Regions from separate parts of the Mus musculus genome. Here region 1 is linked to region 2. A link is a contact called in public promoter capture Hi-C data. All regions are on one chromosome and are shown on one strand. The core of a region is the stretch at or near the end of the contact, and the rest is flanking DNA. Distances in the headings are between cores, read along the strand shown.

Region 1 (6,598 bases), core at 719-3,218, 710 kb after region 2:
CTTTTTAAATCCCCTGGGCCGGTAACAAGTGCCTGGGCTTTTTTAAATTTCCGTCCAGCCATACCAATGTTAATCTTCCTCATGATCAAGAAATACATAGAGTGAAATGGCAGACGCTTTTTAAAAATCTCATTCTGTTGCTTATCTAGCAATTTATTACTTTAAAAAATGGACGGGATAGTTTTTAATATCCAAAATGAAATGTTTTGATAAATTGAATGCTTCCCAAAAATATAGAGAGCAGAATGTTAACAAAATTCACACAATTTCATGGCCAGGTGGCTTGCTGGAAACCTACAACCGCAGTCTTAGAACTATAATTTCACTTATTAAAACAGGGTAACTTGCTATGTAGACCAGGCTGGCCCCAATCTCACATAGTTCTGACTTCCTCTCTCCTGAGTGCTGGGGTTAGGAGTTAGTTTGTGATGACAGGGGCTCACTAATTCATGCTTTGCTCCTTGCAAATATTTAGTTCATAACAAATCTTAAGTAAACATATAGCAGGTCTCACAACATTCTTATTTATAGGAAAAAGAAAAATCCAAGCCAAGTGCCCAGCCCTCCTAACTCTCAAGCTCCAAAGCCAGGCTCTAGCAGTTAGTAGCAAAATTGCAAAAATGGAAATGCGTCTAAACTGTTTCTCTGTGTAGCCCTGGCCGTCCTGGAACTCGCCTGCCTCTGCCTCCCAAGTGCTGGGATTAAAGGCGTGAGCTACCACGCCCGGCTGTTTTTTGTTTGTTTGTTGTTTTTTAAGATTTTTTTTTTTTTTTTTTTTTTTTACAAATACACTGTAGCTGTCTTCAGACACACCAGAAGAGGGCATCAGATCCCATTACAGATGCTTGTGAGTAACCATGTGGTTGCTGGGAACTGAATTCAGGACCTCTGGAGTAGTAGTCAGTAATCCTAACCGCTGAGCCATCTCTCCAGCCCTAAACTGTTTTTTGTTTTTGTTTTTAAAAAAGCAAACTAGTTTCTTTTTTACACTACTCAGCACACTCGTTGTGCACATTCATTTGTGTGTATAGGTCACAAGACAACTTGGAGGAGTTGGTTCATTTTCCACCACGTAGGTCCAAGAAATTGAACTCTACACTTTGGGCTTCGTAGCCTTTTCCTACTGAGCCATCTCGATGACCTACTTTTGCTATTACAGTTAAATCAAGATCTGTAAAAATGGAGCCCTTTTAAAAGCTCTGCGGGCTATTTAAAAGTACATCCCTAGGCGTCCTTGTACTTACTCAGCCTGTGGCAGAGTCCGGTGAATTATTTTGTTTTCCTAAAAAGTTTTGCGTTTCACACGTCATGAGAAAACTTTAAAAGTACTGCTAGGGCTGGATATGATGGCACTCAGCACAGCACTCTAAGCAGGCAGATAATCTTGGGAGTTTGAGGCCAGCCTGGAAGTATACATTGTGAGTCCCAGGCTACCCGGAGCTATATAGTAGCCCTTGTCTCAAAACAAAAAGGGATCACTAGTAGGTAGAAAGCAGTAGTAATTGGGAAACTGAAAATGTGTACAGAAATGGTGTTAGAAATAAGTCAGAGGAGTAGTGAACGCTGAGTATGTGGCTTACTACCGAGCTAAGCCCTCTATCCAAAAACGATCTTGTCCCCGGTTTAAGGATTATGTCGACTTTGAGGTCGAAATCGGTTGCATGGAATAGTAACGAAGCACTGGCAAACTGTAGCCCCATAAGTGTTCCGTAGATCCAATTATCTCCGTCAACCTCCTAGAACCGGGCACAAGTAAGGGACCAGTAACCACCCAGGTGACAAAACGCTCTCTTGCCGGGCGAAAGCCTCCAGGCGTTCATTCTGCTATAAAATGCCCCGCTCTCCCTCATCCCCACCCCCCACCCCCACCCCCACCTGCAAGCACGCGGGCCTCCTACGTCCCTCCCCCTTCCCCTTGGGTCTATCTTCCGCTTCGTGTCACTTTCCCTTCCGGGTCAGGACCTCAGCAATTTCCAGTCTTGCGTACTGTGCTCGGAACGCGGCAGTGCCCCGCCCTCACCCCGTTGCCAGGGCGTCCGGCTGCCCCGAGCCGGCAAGGTCGGCCAGGAGAGGAGGTGTGGTGTCCCGGGCCGGCTGGGACTTGCACGCAGCCGGGCCGGCGGGACTACAGGATGGGCTGAGGCGGCGGTGGTTCTCAGGACGAGGTCGACAGCGCGGCGAGACGGGCCACTCGGGTTGGGGCTGCACAGACTGCGTGTTTGAGGAGAGGGCAGGACGTATGGGTGACTAGTGCTGAGGTGGGAGTCCCCACGCTTGGTGGACCGTGGCTCCTAACAAGGGACCCGCAGTGTTGTTAGCGGGACTTTTTAGTTTGGCTTCCATTGTTCCTGAAAGGGGACCTCAAATTGTAAATCCCGTATTCTAAAAGGATGCCTGAGTTAAACGCATATCAGACCTCTTTTATTTCTCAATCCCGGTCTACACAAAATGCTAGATTAATGAAGGACATCCTGCGTTCTGGTGAAAGTTGGAGCTTCTTAGACAATTTAAGAGTTCCCTCGAGCAGGCTCTGCTGTAGCCGGCACTCCTAGTTTTTGTTCTTATATCCGAAAGTAGGGGATTATCTCTAAGCATTATAGAGCTTGTATAATTGAAAGTGTGAACGTTTAACGTTTTCTTTCTTTATTTCTGTGAAGTAGAAGCCAGGCTTGAAAATGGAGATGTATGAAACCCTTGGAAAAGTGGGAGAGGGAAGTTATGGAACGGTCATGAAATGCAAACATAAGGACACTGGGCGAATAGTGGCCATTAAGATTTTCTATGAGAAACCAGAAAAATCTGTCAACAAAATTGCAACGAGAGAAATAAAGTTTCTAAAGGTTTGCTTCTTTTGCCTTTTATTATATATATTTTTTCTTGTTTTCCCATTGGGACCTATCTTGCTATGCAGCCCAGGCTGTCTTGAAATGCTTTATTTTTTTCCAGGGCTAAGATTTACAGGCCTACATTGAAACACCCATCTTCTTTTTCCTTGATTATTTAAGTCAAAAGAGAAATTGTTATGGGATAAAAATAAAATATATGAAAGAATGTTTCCATTAACAGATAAACTAAGACCTGTCATAGAGAAACCCTCATTGTCTACAATCTGTACTTTTTTATTGATATAAGATTGTGTGCTTGTGTATAACAATTATGCTAGTATTGTAAAATCATTCAAAACTATTCAAGTATAATACTTAGTAAGGATGTCTGCTTTGTACAAGGGATTGTGGAAAACGATGAGAGTAGGAAGAAGGAAAAAAAATTTTTTTTGCCAGGTATTGGGGTGCAAACCTTTAATTCCAGTACTGGAGAGTCAGAGACAGGTAGATCTCTGAGATTAAGGCCAGCTTGGTCTGCAGAGTGAGTTCTAGGACAGCCAAGGCTGTTAAACAAAGAAAACCTGTCTTGAAGAAAAAAAAAATGTTCCTTAGTGGCATAACTATGCAGGAGGGTATAGTAAAATAACCCTGAATAAGAGTGGTTCACGCTGAGCCAGAGAGATGGCTCTGTGGTTAAAAGCACTTCCTAGACTAGAGTCATTTCCTAGCACCCCACATCAGCAGGTTCACAACTGCCTGTAACTCCAGCTCCCAGGGATCCTGTACCTACTTCTGGTTTCCAGAGACACCTGCAGGCATGTGCATACAATCACATACCCACACAGGCTTTTTTGTTCATTTGTTGTTTATTTAATGGTTAATATTAAATCCCACCAATTCCCGTTTGATGGGGAAGGATTTTGTTTGTTTGGTTGGTTTGTTTTGTTTTGTTTTAAACAGAAAATAGGGTATGTACTTGTCCTTGAATGATGTACAGCAGTGGGATAGGATGGAGATACTTCCAGGTTAGGGGAACAGCAGTAAGGTCAGAAAGACTAAAACAGGACAGCAAGAATGGGAAGAAGAAGAGCAGATACTTGCTCTATGAGTTTCCTGTATAGAATTAGAAAGAAGTGTGATTAAAGTGTAGTAAATTGGAAACAGAAAGTGTTTTAGTCTAAGAAGTCAAAACTTGGTTTGGGGGCTTGCTAGTATCATGAGGCCGTTAAAGAGTCAGAGATGCCCTGAAGTCCAGAGAACACTGCAGTTGATGTGAGTTGGAAGAGAGGTTGAGAACTAGCTCAGTTGTGGAAATGTTGACTTGGAGGTGACAGGGATCTGTAACTGAAGGCTATTAAGCTTTTACAAGCAGCAACAGTATCGTATCGGGGAGCTCCAGGCACTGCAGGGGTGCTGGGTCTACCAGACCAAAGAGCTGAGGCAGTCAAAAGAACATGCACGTTCCTAGGAGAGTCCAGAGCTAGAGACTGAAACAAACCAAACAAAACCCGACTCTTTTCTATTTGCTTCTACACTCTCTCCTATGTTATCTGCAGTCTATCATTTTAACTTTGTATCTGTTTACACTGCTGAATTCTAAAAAATGGCCTCATGATACTAGCAGCATTCCTGAGTTAGGTTCTTACCAGACCCCCTTAGTTTTCAACCTAATACATTCTACAGACCACTGCTAATAAAATATAATTTTCTAGTCCCTGGAATGTAGGGACATTAGTTTCTTACCTTGAGACTGAAGTCTAGGTGTTTTATATGTGATGAAGATCATAGCTATTCCTGCCATCTTCATCTGGTACAAAAGAAGCATTTTCCTTTTTAATCTCTATTAGATAATATAAGTCAATTTGCTTCTAACTAGAACACTATACTAGCACCTGTAGACAGTCAGAACTGCTCTATTCTAGACTGTATGAAGGAAAGATTAAAAGCTAATAAAGGTAATTTTGTACTATGAGAGACATCAGTCCCTGCCTTATGAAATGAATCAGCACTGTCGGGTCATTTGTGCTCCTTAAGTGAGAAATAGAATTAGGAGATAATTAGTAGCCTAGAGGAGTCCATAGCTAGAGACTGGAACTAAGGGGAAGAAGCCTCCAAATACAAATTTTCTAGTCACTGGAATCTAGGGGCATTAAGGTTTCTTGCCTTGAGACCAGAGTCTAGGTAAACTGGGTATCCTGCCTCCACCTCTCTAGCAGTGAGATTACGTGCAGCACCATGCCTGCTATGTCTTAATTTTTAAAATACATTTATTGTGTGTGTTCATACACATCAACAGCACACAGGTAGAGGACAAAGGGTAGCTTGCTAAAATTGGAAGGCTCTCACGGACTGAACTCAGGGTGACGGGCTTGACAGCAAGTGCCTGTACCCCTTGAGCCACCCAGTTTTATGTGGTGCTAGGGATCGAACCCCATGCTTTGTGCATGCTAGATAGCACTCTACCAGCTGAGTAACAGTTCCAGCCCCTGCATAATAATGTTTATAAAAGTAACCATGAGGGGCTGGTGAGATGGCTCAGCGGGTAAAAGCACTGACTGCTCTTCCGAAGGTCCTGAGTTCAAATTCCAGCAACCACATGGTGGCTCACAACCACCCGGAATGAGTTCTGATGCCCTCTTCTGGTGCATCTCAAGACAGCTACAGTGCAACTAGTTATAATAATAAATAAATCTTTAAAAAAAAGAAAAAAGTAACCGAGAGTGACAGGAACCCTGAGATAAGCCTGAAAACATTTTATTGTTATAAATGCACACAAATAACTTGAGACAGGGTCTCACTATGTATCCCTGGATGTTTTGGAATTTGCTATGTAGACTAGGCTGCCCTCAAATGCACATATTTGCCATGTCTGACATATGCAAATTATTTTAAGACACTTTATTTCCTTTGTTGTTGTTTGTTTTATAAGAGAGAGTCTCACTATGTAGCCCTAGCTGCCTTGGAACTTCTTTTGTAGAACAGACTACTAATTTACAGAGAGAAATCTACCTGCCTCTGCCTCTTGAGTGCTGGGATTAAAGCCATGTGACACCATTAGCAAGACAATTTAAACTCCTCTGACTGACTGGCCTGGCTCAGCTGCTTCCCGTCTCTCCCTACCTTTCTTCCTTTAAAAGAGTTTTAAACTTAAAATAATTTCACTTTATGTGTGTGGGTGCTTTGCCTGCATGTATGTCTTTGTACCATGTTCATGAGTGCCCACGGAGGACAGAAGAGGACAGAAGATGTCTCATTCCCTGGAACTAGAGCTGCAGATGGCTGTGAGCCTGGTTTAGACCAGAGCCCTAGGGACTAGAGCATTGACTTAGAGTTAAGAGCATTTGTTGCTCTTTCACAACACACAGTGAGTTTAAGGCTAGTCTGCACCTGGATTTGATTCCTAGAACCCATAGATAGGGTGAAATCTGATTTTCTCTTCCGACTTCCCTGGGCATCAGACATGAACCTGGTGTATGGACATCCATGCAAGTAAAATAGTGGATTTCACACACAGAATAGCCAATAAATGTAAAAAAGCCAGAGTCCTCTGGAAGAGCAGCCAGTGCTCTTAGCTGCTGCTTCGTCTCTCCAGGCCCCTTCCTTTTCTTTACACAAAGTGTTACTGCATAGTCTAGACTAGCCTTAAACTCACTGTGTAGCCCAGGCTAGATCAAACTCTTCCTCATTCTGCCTCAGCTTCTGGAGTTCTGGGGTTCAGGCATGTGCCGCCACCACTACTATTCAATTTAACATAGTCTAGTGAGAGGTTTCTT
Region 2 (7,362 bases), core at 826-3,325:
CAGTTTGATTCCTGAGCTCCTGACCTGTAGGTTCAGCCAGTGGAGGTCATCAGCAAGAGAGAGAATTTCTTCTCCCAACCCCTTCCCCCACCAAGCCGTGGTTTGCTGAGGCTGGATCTCAGCAACCAAAGGTCACAGCTCCTGGTGAGCAGACTTCTTATAGTACCTGACTTTCCACAGGCTGCCCAGCAGGCTTCTCTCACTAGTTCAGCTAGGGATAAGGGCTTCCTACTACTGTGAGCCAGAGGGTGCTCGCCACCCCCAACCCCCTACCTCCTGCTGGTTTCCCTCCTTGCCACCATGAAGTCTGTCTACCATCAAGCTGGCTTCAATCACCTGTTCTGAGGATGCCGCCTTTCCTTCTAGGACCCCAATTGACAAGTAACTGAGTGTTTTCTTTCCTGCCTTTCCAACTGAGAACTGCAGATGGTAAACATATTTCTCATCTCGATTCACTTACCCAGTGTTTATTGAACGTCGGCTATAGGCCAGATAGTGTTCTGTAAGAAGACAGCGGTGCCTGAAACAAGAGGATACAGTTAAAAGGTAACTAGGACAGATGTCCCCATCTCCTGATTAATCATGAAGGGGACTGAGAACGAGGCCACCTCAGATTGGGCAGTCTGGGACAGGCTCTGGAAACCTTGACTTCAGGATTAGGCGCTTGCTCTTCACAGTCTGGGAGGAAGGCTAATCCACATAGGTATCTGACAAGAATAAAGACCCAGGGAGCAATCGCCCTGTTCAATACACAGACGCTTCTAGAATGAAACAGTACCCATTAACACTAACACTGGTAGGTAATGGGTAGTGAGAATGGGTGCTAACTTGTAATACGGTGTTGGCGTCTTTTCAGAGACTTCAGTAGACTGTCAGGTTTGCTTGGCAAGAGGTTTTCAGAATATTTGTTGGGCACAGGCACAGTTTTCACACAGGGCCAAGACTTTATAACCACTACCAGAAACTCCACTTTACCTGAGGCCACAGCCTCCAACCCCAGGAAGTTTTAGTTCAGAGGGTCTTGCCAGCTGGGTGATTTCCCTTTTAATTAGGGGAGTAGGAGTGTTGCTGGGTCTCAACAGGCTTTAAGAATACAGAATGGATAATGCAGCCACAGAAATTAAGAAGACAGCCACAGGAGAGTCAGAAGGGAAGGTGGAAAATTATCTAAAACCCACTCCATCACGTGTGCCCCTTACCAGGCTCCAAACTCAGGACTGACTCTTCTCGAAAGGGTGTCCCAGGAGTTAATGTGACAGTTACTTGAGACCAGTTTTGAGGTATAAATATGCCTTGTGGGGGCCCTGGCAGCTAAAACCTGGATTCCAACTTCAGCCTCTCTGGCCATCCCTGTAAGTGGATGGCTTTCTCTTTGGGCCCGATTGGTGTCCTAATGTAACTGTGGTTAAGACAAGTCAGTATGATGCATTCCAGATTTGGGTTTGGGCTAAGTCTGTCCCTGCAGAATTCAAGGTATACCAAGTTTTAGACACTTTTCCCATTTGTTTTTTGTCTGCTTCCTGAACTAACTGCTCCCTCTGGTTCAGGAAAGAAGTATGAGCTTTTTTGTCTAGTGTCCATGCCTGAGTTGCTATGGTGAACATTGACTATAAGAGGTGCCTAGTTTGCCTCCTTCCTTGTCTCTTATTCTCCTTATTTCTCTCTTTCCTTCCACATTCCTCTCACTAGTTTTCCTCTTTCCTTCCTTTGTTTCTCTTTCTCTTTGATTCTCGGTTACCAAGTCTTCCTGCGCACACCCGCAGGGGTCGCTTTTGGCCACCAAGCGGCGCTCAGCTACCGTCTAGAAAGAACCTCTAACTTTCCCACAGAGTTCCAAGTTTTGCTTTGCAAGTGTCAGAAAGGTCAATCTACAAGCTTGGGGAACACTCCCAAGGCTCGAACAGTGAGTGCCTCAACCTCAGGCGGCCTGCGACAGAGCCGAGCCCGGCCGCATAGGGTGCCTCGGGTGGCACCGGCGGGGTACAGAGGCTCGCGCTCCGGGACCCGCTAGGCGAGGGCCCGGACTGCGAGGAGCTGATGAGCGCCAGGCCCCCACCACCACCCCCGCCCTCCCCGTCCGGCCGCTCCTCCCCTGGGTGGGTCCCCGCGCCTTTTCTGGCGGGGTCTATTTGCATAGAAGGAACTGCCCGCAGTGGCCGCTGAGTCTGAGCGGGCGGCTAGGGGGGCGTGCGCGATCCGCGGCCACCCGGACGCGGAGCCCCGCAGCCGCCGACCTGGAGCCGCCCCGGGCCGCAGCGCCGACGCAGAGCCGGCGGGTCGCCATGGGCGCGGGCGAGCGCGCGGCGGGCGGAGGAGGCGCGCAGGACCCCGGAGCGGGCTGCGGGTCGCGGGCGCTGAGCGCGCTGTGCCTGCTGCTGTCGGTGGGCTCTGCGGCCGCCTGTCTCCTGTTGGGAGCCCAGGCGGCCGCCCTGCATGGCCGAGTGGCGGCGCTGGAGCAGGAGCGCGAGCTGTTGCGGCATGCGGGGCCGTCCGGAGCCCTGGCCGCCTGGGCCGAAACGCACCTGGAGCGCCTGTTACGGGAGGTGAGGGCGCGCGATCGCCGGCCGGGGGATGTCCCGCTTCACGAGGGGGTGTAGGGCTGCGGGGGCGGCGTTGATCGTCACCTTCAGGAGCAGGACTCACCTAGTGGATTGCACTGGGGTCGCTGGTGGGGAAGGGTCCTGCTGTCCAGCTTCTGTGCCGGGACTTGCTTCTGCAGGAAAAACAACTTAAAGGGCTGTTTAGGTAACACTAAGGGGCTATGGTAAAGAAAGACCTTGGGGTAACAACAGTCCTGAGTGCGGAGTCTCTACTGAAGTGTGTGCTCAGACCCACAGCCTCTGCCTGCTCTCCAGCGCTGGAGATACTAATGAGGCTCTTGCGTTCCCACGGCTAGTCTGCCTGAAACAGTCCGGACCACCTCAAGGCTCAGGCCAGCCCTTCCTCTGTGTCCGGGAAGGTTAGGTTGGGAGCGGCTCTGGCCTAGATGTGCTGTGTTCCTTAGCTGGCCCACTAAAACTGTGCATCGAAGACTAGGACACAGCTGAGCTAGCTGCCTCTGTGCGCGTTTGGCTGGGTGGTGATCTCTACAGGCCACCCCCAAAGCGTCTTAGGTTTGTTTTCCGAGGGTTAAGACTCCTGTTTTGAGCCTGCCCTGGTGGCATCTGTAATTCCAGAATTTAGGAGGCTGAATTGTGTGAATCTCTCTACAAGTTGGGGGCTGGCTTAAACTATATAGTTGAGATGCAGGTCCAGCCTGGGCTTCAGAACGAAAATAAATAAATAAATAAATAAATAAATAAATAAATAAATAAATGCCAACCATTGGGCATATTGATGAGCGCCTTTAATCCCAGCACTTTGGAGGCAGAGGCATGAGGATCTCTGAGTTTGAGGTCATCCTGTCCAGGACAGCCAGAGGAAGACCCTGTCTCAAGAAATCAAAACAAACAACAAAAACAAAAGAAGATGGCCATTGTATGCCTGGACTTCTGATCTTCTGTCTACTGATACTCCATCTGACAATACCTGGCCAGAACCTCTACCCTCGGTACAGCAAGCCTCTTGCCTGTAGAACTGTGGCATACACCCGCACACTACAGTTTCTCTCAGCTCTGCCTCCCTTATAGGAATGGTTCACCTCCTCCTAGAGGAGGTGGTTGCCCCAGATCTAAAGGCGGGGGTGGGGGTGGGGAGTCAATCCTAAGGACAGTAGAAAATGAACCTTGCTTGTGGGAGAGGAAGCAGGGGGCAGGTGTACTATCTACCACCTGTTCCCTAAGCTGTGCCCTGCTATGGTCTTTGCTACTTTACTGAGCTGTGCAATGCTAGGGGCACAGCTCAGGGAGAAGGCTGACTTAGATTATGCAAGTCCTTGGGTTAGACTCCTGACATCAGATATTGAGCTGTGTACCCAAGGTGGAGTGGATTTGGGATTTCAAAGGGAATGGAAGAAGTCTAGACCTAACTTTCCTGTTTCCCACAGCTCCTAAGTCACTTTAAGATAAAGCCAACATTACCTCTCCTCCTTGGTTCCGGGCAAAATCGCTGCTTTCTGAATGATTTCCTCTCCCTTCTTTAAAGTGCCCGCAGAAGGGAGAACTCTGCCCCAAGCCCTGCCAGCAACTTATGACTTTATAAATTGCCACCCACTATCCTTTGTCAGCTCCCTAAAGGTCAGCAGCTGAACTGTGAATACCCCAACCCACTGCCACTTCTATTGGGAAGAATAAACCACAAGCCATGACCAGAAAACCAAAAATCCCTGAAAGACCTTTGAGGAGCTCACAGGCTATGTGCTTACTAATAGAGATAGATCTCTGAGGAAGCAGCCATACCCCTCCCCAACCCCCAGGATTGCTAATAGCTTGATTGATAGATAGGTAGATAGATAGATAGATAGATAGATAGATAGATAGATAGATAGATAGATAGATAGATAGGCCTGGGGCCTTGCACCCTGCTACTGAACTAGACCTCTAGCGCAGGTCTTGGTTTTCTATAGTCTAATGGTCTCTTCCCCTTCCTCCTGTTCTTCCCCCTCTTCCTCCTTCACTTCCTCTCTCCTCTTTCCACATCTTCCTCCTTCCTCTTCCTCTTCTTCCTCTTCATTCTTTTTCTTCTCCCCCTTCTCCTGTTTATCCCTTTCTTGCTTGCTTTCACCCTTCTTTTTCTTGAAATAATTATTTTTGAGGTACAGTCTTGCTCTACATAGTGTCGGCTGACTTGTCTGGGACTCACTATGTAGCCCAGGCTGGCCTCAAATTTGCAGAACTCCCCATGTCTCTGTCTCCAGAGTGCTGAGAGTATAAGTATGCATCACCGTGCCCGACATCATCCTTTTTCCCCCTTCACTGAGGCAGTCTTTCTTGTTACGTAGCCTAGCTAGCCTTGAACTCGCTGCTGTCTTCCTACTCTTGACTTTAAAGGCAAAAGGAGAAAAGAAAAGTCAGATCCTGACACCTACTGCATCTATGCATTGAGAATCTGCTCTGCCCTTCATCACATTGTGTTGGGGCTGTGCATCCATGTCAGAGACACTTTGTGCTTGGAGAATAGATTGTAGGATCAGAGGAGTGTAGACTGTGGGCTGGGAGTGTAGACTGTGGACTGCATGTGTAGACTGTGGGCTGGGAGTGTAGACTGTGGAGTGGGAGTGTAGACTGTGGGATGGGGGTGTAGACTGTGGACTGCATGTGTAGACTGTGGGCTGGGAGTATAGACTGTGGGATGGGAGTGTAGACTGTGGGATGGGAGTATAGACTGTGGAGTGGGAGTGTAGACTGTGTGATGGGGGTGTAGACTGTGGGATGGGAGTGTAGACTGTGAACTGCATGGGTAGACTGTGGGCTGAGAGTATAGACTGTGGGCTGGAAGTATAGACTGTGTGATGGGAGTGTAGACTGTGGGATGGGAGTATAGACTGACTCCTCTCCCTTCCTGAGTCAGAGATGACCCAGTACCAACACTTCAAGGTTGTTTGCCTGCCTGCTGAGAGGGGGGGTGTCTATATCCCTAGTGACAGGGCCACACTCTCCCTGGATGCCATTTGGTTCCTGCTGCTTGTTCAGTGTTTCTGGATGAGAAGTGCACACACTGATCAAGACAAGAGATGTGTGAGAGGCACTTTATGAGGAGCCCCCAGCCGGCTTGACCGAGGTGTGTATAGTTCTCTAACCCTTAGTAAGGGGGGGATAAATCCTTACCAAACTGAACATCTCTTTAGAAAAGGATCCCTTCACTCGGCGTGTTTCCCAGCTTGCTTTGTTCCCTGGGAAGCCCCTTTTAAAGTCACCACTGGAATAGCTGTGCATATACCAGTGTCCACCGCTTGCTCTTTATCCAATAAAGTCGCATGCAGAGGATCCGAGGCAGAAACCATGTCCAAATTTTTAAAAAAGAAGTTCTTGCCAACCACACACAAGTTCAACGTCAGGGGAAAAAAAAAAGAGTCAACAAAAGCCACTGTTTATAGGGGACCCTCTGTCCTTGTTCCCTTGGGAACAGAACCATGACATCAGTTTTTCTGGGGGCTGGCTGATGTGCCTGATAACATAGATACAGAAGAAATATTCATGTTCTCTCCTGATTATCGAAGGACCCCTTCTAGCAGTACATATGGGAAAGAAGTGACTTTCAGAATATCAAAACAAGATTTCTAAGCAAGAGCCATTAAAGGCAGTATCTTTAGTAGGATCTAAAAATATTCATGTGAAACCAAACATCTCCTATTCTGCTTTGAAAGGTGCCTTAAGTAACTGCCCAATTAATCATCCGCTCTGCAATTACACCTCCAGCTACAGTGTTGCAGAAGCTGAGAATTCAGAATGCATAGCTTTCATACTGCAGTGAGAAACTTAATGCAAAGGATTAAAGCAATATTTGGTTGTGTTCAGAGGAGGCCCTTTCCAGCTTAGAATGGATTTATTGTTGGCTCTTGGCCTTCTATTGTCTGGACCAATCAGTTTGAAAACAAGGAAAGCCCAGAGAGTTGGATAAAACTCAAGTTCTCTCTTTCCTATGTATACTGGTTGCATTACTGTCAAATGCAGAATCCAGTGTGACTTTCTCAGCCTCTCTGGTAGCCAGCTTGTCGGGGCTTCTCTGTGGGGGTCTCTGTTAATACAGATGCCTGGAATTGAAGTATAAATCAGCTCTGATTTGTTTCCTTGACATTTCCTGGCTCCTAACCCCCACCCCCAAAGAAGTTTCCTTCCAATTACTTCCTGGCACACTTACTTTCTCTTTCTGCTTTTTGTGCTGGCCTTAAAACATTTTTTTAAATGCTGCCATTTGGGAGAGCGTCATAATAATAGCAACTTGTTTAGAAGAAGCCAACTGTGTGGGGTGTTCTCTCCAAAGACACTTTATAATTGTTGAATTGGTCCTTTCCAGGCTGACTTTGAAGATGGCGGGCAAGGCCAGCTCCTAAAAGGGCGCTGGAGTGCTCTGGAAGCTGACTAGATGCTACCAGGGGGCCAAGCAAAGTGATGCTGCACGCAGTGCTCACCCCAAGAAGGGAGTTTGAGACCTGGCCCTGATCTTTATAAGCTCTCATCTGACTTTTGCAAACTCCTTCCCTAAAGCCTCCCTTTTCTAATGCAGTCATCTGACAGCACAGTAATGAGAGTGAGCAAGCCAATACCCAGAGCACTTCTGGCTGATGTGAATCAAGGTATCCCTCAAGGCTCATGCATTGAGAGCCTCGATGACAGGATGCCAGTGTGGGAAGATGGCATGAGCTTTTAAGAAGTGCTGGGGCCTAATTGAAGTCCTTAGGTCAATCTTAGTCATGCCAACCTTGGCATTATAGGTCGCCATCCTGTTCTGGCTTCCTGATTGCACTGTGATCCAGTCTCCCCT

The links. Promoter capture Hi-C pulls out the DNA fragments that hold promoters and counts their contacts.
Region 1: a promoter capture Hi-C map of pre-B cells shows a contact between it and region 2, with 3 times the contacts expected there. The contact joins the promoter of Cdkl3 here to the promoter of Col23a1 in region 2. A contact is called at or near these places in 2 of 39 promoter capture datasets (liver and pre-B cells) and 1 of 9 other capture datasets (liver).

Annotation. Positions count from the first base shown.
Region 1 is chr11:52,002,253-52,008,850 of GRCm38.p6, forward strand. It overlaps Cdkl3 (cyclin-dependent kinase-like 3), which reads left to right and starts at 1,969. Exons shown (of 14, transcript NM_001166654.1): 1 at 1,969-2,258; 2 at 2,661-2,840. The coding sequence starts at 2,676. It also overlaps a transcript of Ube2b not described here.
Region 2 is chr11:51,287,845-51,295,206 of GRCm38.p6, forward strand. It overlaps Col23a1 (collagen, type XXIII, alpha 1), which reads left to right and starts at 2,076. Exons shown (of 29, transcript NM_153393.2): 1 at 2,076-2,543. The coding sequence starts at 2,283.